2 separate regions of the Bos taurus genome follow, and region 1 is linked to region 2. The links are chromatin contacts, called in public Hi-C maps. All regions are on one chromosome and are shown on one strand. The core of a region is the stretch at or near the end of the contact, and the rest is flanking DNA. Distances in the headings are between cores, read along the strand shown. Region 1 holds the start of APBB2 (amyloid beta precursor protein binding family B member 2). Region 2 overlaps APBB2 (amyloid beta precursor protein binding family B member 2).

Region 1 (2,822 bases), core at 129-2,628, 79 kb after region 2:
CAGAACAACAGATCAGGATGCCACTGTTTGCTTTTTAAATCAGTGAAATATTAAAACAAAGAACAAACCAATGCCAACCTCACAAAGTTTCCCCATTTCTTGGAATTCAGATATGATTGCTGGCATCATTTTAAGAGAATCCTTTGAGTATTTTACCTAAGTCATCAGGCACAATGTAAAGCCAGTGACTGAGGGACTTCTAATCAAAACGGAGCCGAGTCTTGTCTGAGCTTCTGACACTGACCTTATTCTCCTCTCAGTGTTTGGCCCTCCCCAACCACTCAATCCATCCAAAACAGTCTGGGACAGTCATGGCTCTAAACTGCCCTGAACTTAACCACAAAACGGCCACAACTCTGTCTGATTTCTTCAATGGTTTTTGCTTTTTTTAAATTCAGGCCCTGCGGTCCTTCGACCCTTAGCCCCGACCCCTCAGTTCTAGACCTCTTCGCCGATGTCAAGATCACCTTTGATTGTTTCTATGGCACTCCGCATCCCTCCTCCGTCCAGCAATGTTTTCAACACACAAATGTCATTTCTAGCGTTCAACCCTCCATTCTGTCCGGCGGGCAGCAAAGTGGATTTCAGGATCAGCTTCCCTGATTCGGTCCCCTTCGCACAGCCATTTTCTAGTTAAAATGCTCCCTGCCTCCGAGAGGGAAATGAACTTTTCCCCCTTTGATCTCCCAGCGGCTAGGCTCTGAACCCCCTAGAATCCATCCCGGTCTTCAACTCCCGGCAGGAGTGCGCTGCCGCTGGTGGAGGGAGAGCCCAGCCGCACAGCGGAGGCCGGTGCCAAGGCAAGGGGGTGTGCGCTCTTCCCCGCCGGCTCCCACCCTCGCTTTTTCCCCTCCGCAGACCGCCCGGCGCACCCCCTCCCACCCTGTCTCCCCCGCCTCAGGCCCTGCCAAGCCCCGGCTGCCGAGGGAAAGAGGGCGCCGAGAAGCCAAAGGGATGGAGTCAAGGAGTGAGCCCGCAATCGCCGTGCCACCCGGCCCTGCGGCACGGGAGCGGGACACACGAGACTCCGCAGCGAACGCCTGCTGCAGATGCTGTGGCAGCTGCTGCAGCTGTGGCTGCGGCTGGGCGAGTGGCAGTGGCCGCGCTGCCCTCGGGGCCGCGAGGAGAGGAGCAGCCGCCCGGGCTACGCGCCGCCACTAGCCCCACGCCGCTGCGGCTGATCGAGTCTCTCCCCAGCACTCCCGGGCCGCCCCGGGATCCAGAGTAAAAGCAAGGAAGAAAGCTGTGCTCACCGGCAGTACGCGGCGCTCGCCTCCGCTCCGGCGCCCGGCAGCTCTGCTCCAGTCTCGCCCTGCCGGGAGCGTCAGGATCAGCTGCGGGAGCAGCGCACGAGCTTCCTACTTGAGACCAGGACGGGCTCCGGCGACTGAGCATGCCCAGTGCCGCTCCGCCAGTCCCGCGCAGGGAGCGGCGCCGGCGAGATTCCACTTCTCCAGGCTTTGGCGGCGGCTGCGCGGAGAGGCTGGAGGGGCCTGACCGGGCGGGGGCCGATCCCGAGAAAGGCGGGGCCGGGGGCGGGGGCCGAGGAGGAGGGGGCGGGCCGCGCTCCTAGTGCGACCCCTGCAGGCAGAGGCTTCGGGGCCTTTCGAACTCACAGTCCCCTAATCATCCGAGAAGATGGCAAGGAGACAAGGCGGGCCAGAACGTCAAGACCCAACGCGAGGTAGCCCGGCATCCCCTCCTTGTGGCTCGGTGTCTGTCTGCACCAAAAGGCAGTTGGGTAACCTTATCCCTGGCTAGTCTTTTCTCCCACACGTCTGCATCCCCTTATAACGGGAAAATGTCCTCAGATGAGAGCTGCCCACGCCCATCCAGCTGCAACTTTGTGGGCGAGACCTTCTCCTTCCTTCTGCCTCCTTATCTAGAAACCCAGGCATATGGCGCGTGAACACACACACACCATTTCTCCATGTGAAAATCACAGCAAGAGCACCTCAAGGGAGGAACACACCTGCAAGAGAGGGAAAGCATAATCTCCCTTTCCCCTCCAGGAATATTAACTAAAACTCAGACGAGCAAGATCCTGATAAGAAAGAATACCAAGTAGCAATCAGTTTTTTGCCCCCAGACACTGAATAACATCCCCAAAGCATCTTTAGGATTGCTCTTCAACAGTGCAGTGATTGTCAAACTTGAGCCTCCATCAGAATATCCTGAGTGTTTATGGAAACTCAGATTACTTAACAGAATCTCGGAATGGGTAGGTCTGTGGTGCGCCCAAGCGTCTGTACATTTAACGGCTTCCGAGGTGATGCTGGTCTGAAGACCACGCTTTGGGAACTACTGCTCCACACATACACAAAAGTCTTTCTTACCTCCTTTCTTATCTCCCTCAGGAGGACTATGCTAAAAGTAATTGACTAATAACTACAAGGTAATGGCTGCTCCTGTCATCCTCTTCCCTAAACCTCCACAATGCAGTCCTTCAAACAGCAAACTCACTGGTCCCTATTCTTCATGAGAGGACTCTATGTGGTTGGGGCCCGCATTACTTTTTTCCTTCAACATCATGAATTTACTGAGGACCCACAAAATCTTACAGTTAGCTTAGGGATAGCAGTGAATAAAAAAGCCCAGACCCCTGCTTTCATAGAGCTTAGACCAGCGAGGTGGACAGAAATCCATTAAACAATTACTCAAAAATGTCATTTCAAACCCGAAGAGTGCTAGGAGGGAAATCTACTAGGTGTGTAGTAAAGGGTGTATAATGGGACCCTGATGCAGTCTAGAATGGGGTTGGGAGAAATGAGTAGTGGAGGAAAGCTGCCTTGCGGAATAGGAGTTTCTGGCATTTGCACCCC
Region 2 (2,700 bases), core at 68-2,567:
AGACCCTTCTGCTTATTACTTGTAATTCCCTTCTACTTATTAGGTGTAACCACTGAACACTGAATACAAAGTGTTTTCAGTGTCTGTCCCTGTATGACATTCTTTCTCAGAATGAATTCTTTCCCACCTTACTGCCACCTGTGAGGCGGGCTATGCAGTTTCCTTCCCCTGCTTCTCAGTGAGGCTATCTTGCATTTAGTTACATTCCTATTGTTTTCAGGACATTTCTTCTCCTTTGTCCTGGGTATCTCAACACCAAGTGCACACACTGTTGAAAACGAGTGTGTTGCTAGCTTTTGTTTGGAGAGAGATTTAAGAGTAGGCAAAAATTTGCCAAGCAAACCAAAGGAACACACACAGAAGTACCCCGCCTCCCTCAAAATGGGGCAGGTCTCCACAATCCACCCTTTCTGGTGTGGAAACACACATGAGGGAAAGTCTCTGAGAGTCTCAGGACAAGTCCAGGCTTTCTCCCCAAAATAAAGCCAAGATCAAGGAGTGATTACAGGTGACCTCTGGTCATGGTTTGTTGTACATTTGCTAACCTTAAGACCTTCCTCTCTTCTCTGAGAGAGAGAAGATGGGACAGAGGAGAGGGGAAAGGAAAACAAAGAAAGGAGGATAACTATACACCATATACAGAAGTTTGCCAGGCTATCTGCCATTTGTACAACAGCCAGGAATCCCTCAAATAACTGGGAATGATTATTTAGGGTTGTCTCAAAAACACTGCATGAAATAACAAAACCGCCTTCCCCATGTGATCCAATCCACTTTACCCAGCCTCTCTGATCTTATACCAACCTGATCTTGCTTAAGTTATCGTCTGTCTCAGGCTTTCACAGGAGCTTTCTTTTATGGATTTTCCATCCAGCAAACATTTCTGTTCCCCGGCTGGGCAGATCCAACCACAGCATGCTTGGCTACAGACGGCAGCAGCTCACCCACAGCAGCTCCAACCTGGAGGGGGGCGAAGGCCGGAATCCATTAGAGGAATTCACAGTCACAAACACGCTCTCTCTCAGAACTGTATGTCTGGCAGGAGAACTCCCAGCATCGTCCAAATGTTTAAAATCATTAATGAACAGAGACAACAGTTTATAAGGTCTCCTAAAGATACCTTACAAGTTTGGGTTATTCTGAGGGGGAGGATTGAAGTGTTTAATTATTACTAAAAAGGTTTGGCCAAATGCTTATGCTCTGTTTGTGGAAAATTTAAAAGCCAGATGTTTTAATTAACCACAGAAAACACAAGCTACAACTAAAATTTCATGAACACACTGATCTGCCCTGTGGAAAACCACAGGAATGTTCTGGCAAGGCTCGGACTGAATTCTTGGGACACAGAGGGCTGGGATCATTCCCCTTAGGAACCCGAACAGAAAATTAACTTGCTCAATATGTTTTAAAAAAGAAAAATGAAACCCAGATTTAATCTCAGTCAAATACAAAAGCATTTCAGGACTTCAAAGGGCACCACCGAAAGACACACAAGGGAAAGGTCACAAAAAATTCCAGTGTGGTATAGGATTTAGAATGTATTTTCAATGCAAAGTGAATAGTGTAGCAGAAAAGTTCACAGGCTAAATAACCCAAAGGAGAAACTAATCATCTTTCATTTCCTAATAGAGGAAAATGATGTATGAAAACCAATATTCAAGTGAATCATAAATATTATCAAATGTATAATATGTTCAGGCAAAAGGAATCACTTAACTATCCTGCTTCAGGCCAAACCTGCACCCTGGCCCACACTACCTACTATGCTCCAGCTTGAAGAATCAAGGCATCCAGAAAAACTGCTAAAATAACTTAGGCTCACTGAATTCAGAAACAGAAAAATGAGGGAATCTTATAAAAGCAATTAGTGAACAATTAAGAACAGATTAAAAAGTCTTTCTTAGTGATAGTACTAGTTATGACAGCATCAATACACATCAAATATTGATTCAAGAGAGAATGAAACACATGTTATTTTCAGATACTAGGTCCACAATTCTATTTCTGTAAGTCACAGACCCTGACACAAGTGTGCCAAGCATAATATTACATTAATCTCCATCTTCGTTTGAAACCTCTGTGGCAAAAATAATTTCAAAAGGAACACAGCAGGAAAAAAGCAAGATATCAAGGTATCTATCTGTGGTGTAATCCCAGTTTTGTTCTACAAATTGAGTGTATATAATCTAAAGATTTCAAAGCATGAACAATAATGGCTATTTCTGGATCATGGAATTAGACATATTTGTGTTTACATCTTAGTGTTTTTCCAAGTTTTATACAATTAATATGTATCATTTTTAGAATCAGAATATTTTTAAATAAGGTTTTTCTTACTAAACAGTATGGGAACACGAATCAGAAATGGAATACCAATATAATATATTAGCCTCATTTGTGGGCTTCCTTTTATCTGAAGAATAAGAGCTAAAATTAAAAAGACTTCATTTATCTGAACTCTGTAATTCTTCATTTAGAAGTTCAAAACCCAAGTGTCCAATAACACCCCCAGGGTTGAACAACTACTTTTCTAGGAACAAGAAATTTTTACTGATTTTGCAAACCTGTCACAAAGAAACAATAACATAGTTATTCCTCTCCCTTAACTAATGCATCTAAATTTCTCTATCACTAGCCACGCTATACAACTGTCACTTATTAAAAATGTCCTGATGTCACTTAAGATTTCACAGGAGCAGA

The links. Hi-C and Micro-C count contacts between places; a contact is called where the count stands out from the background.
Region 1: a Hi-C map of skeletal muscle shows a contact between it and region 2, with 4 times the contacts expected there. The contact joins the promoter of APBB2 here to the enhancer-like site in region 2. A contact is called at or near these places in 3 of 11 Hi-C or Micro-C datasets (liver and skeletal muscle).

What each region holds. Positions count from the first base shown.
Region 1 is chr6:60,094,401-60,097,222 of ARS-UCD2.0, forward strand. APBB2 (amyloid beta precursor protein binding family B member 2) reads right to left here and starts at 1,379. Exons shown (of 17, transcript NM_001076847.1): 1 at 1,254-1,379.
Region 2 is chr6:60,015,709-60,018,408 of ARS-UCD2.0, forward strand. The region is part of intron 1 of APBB2 (amyloid beta precursor protein binding family B member 2); the gene reads right to left. Among named protein-coding and RNA genes, the nearest start is that of APBB2, 79 kb to the right of the region's middle. Within about 2 kb of position 1,318, at least 41 of the 102 cell types and tissues checked have an H3K27ac peak or open chromatin away from gene starts, as enhancers often do. A contact at or near this core is called in skeletal muscle, where this site is marked.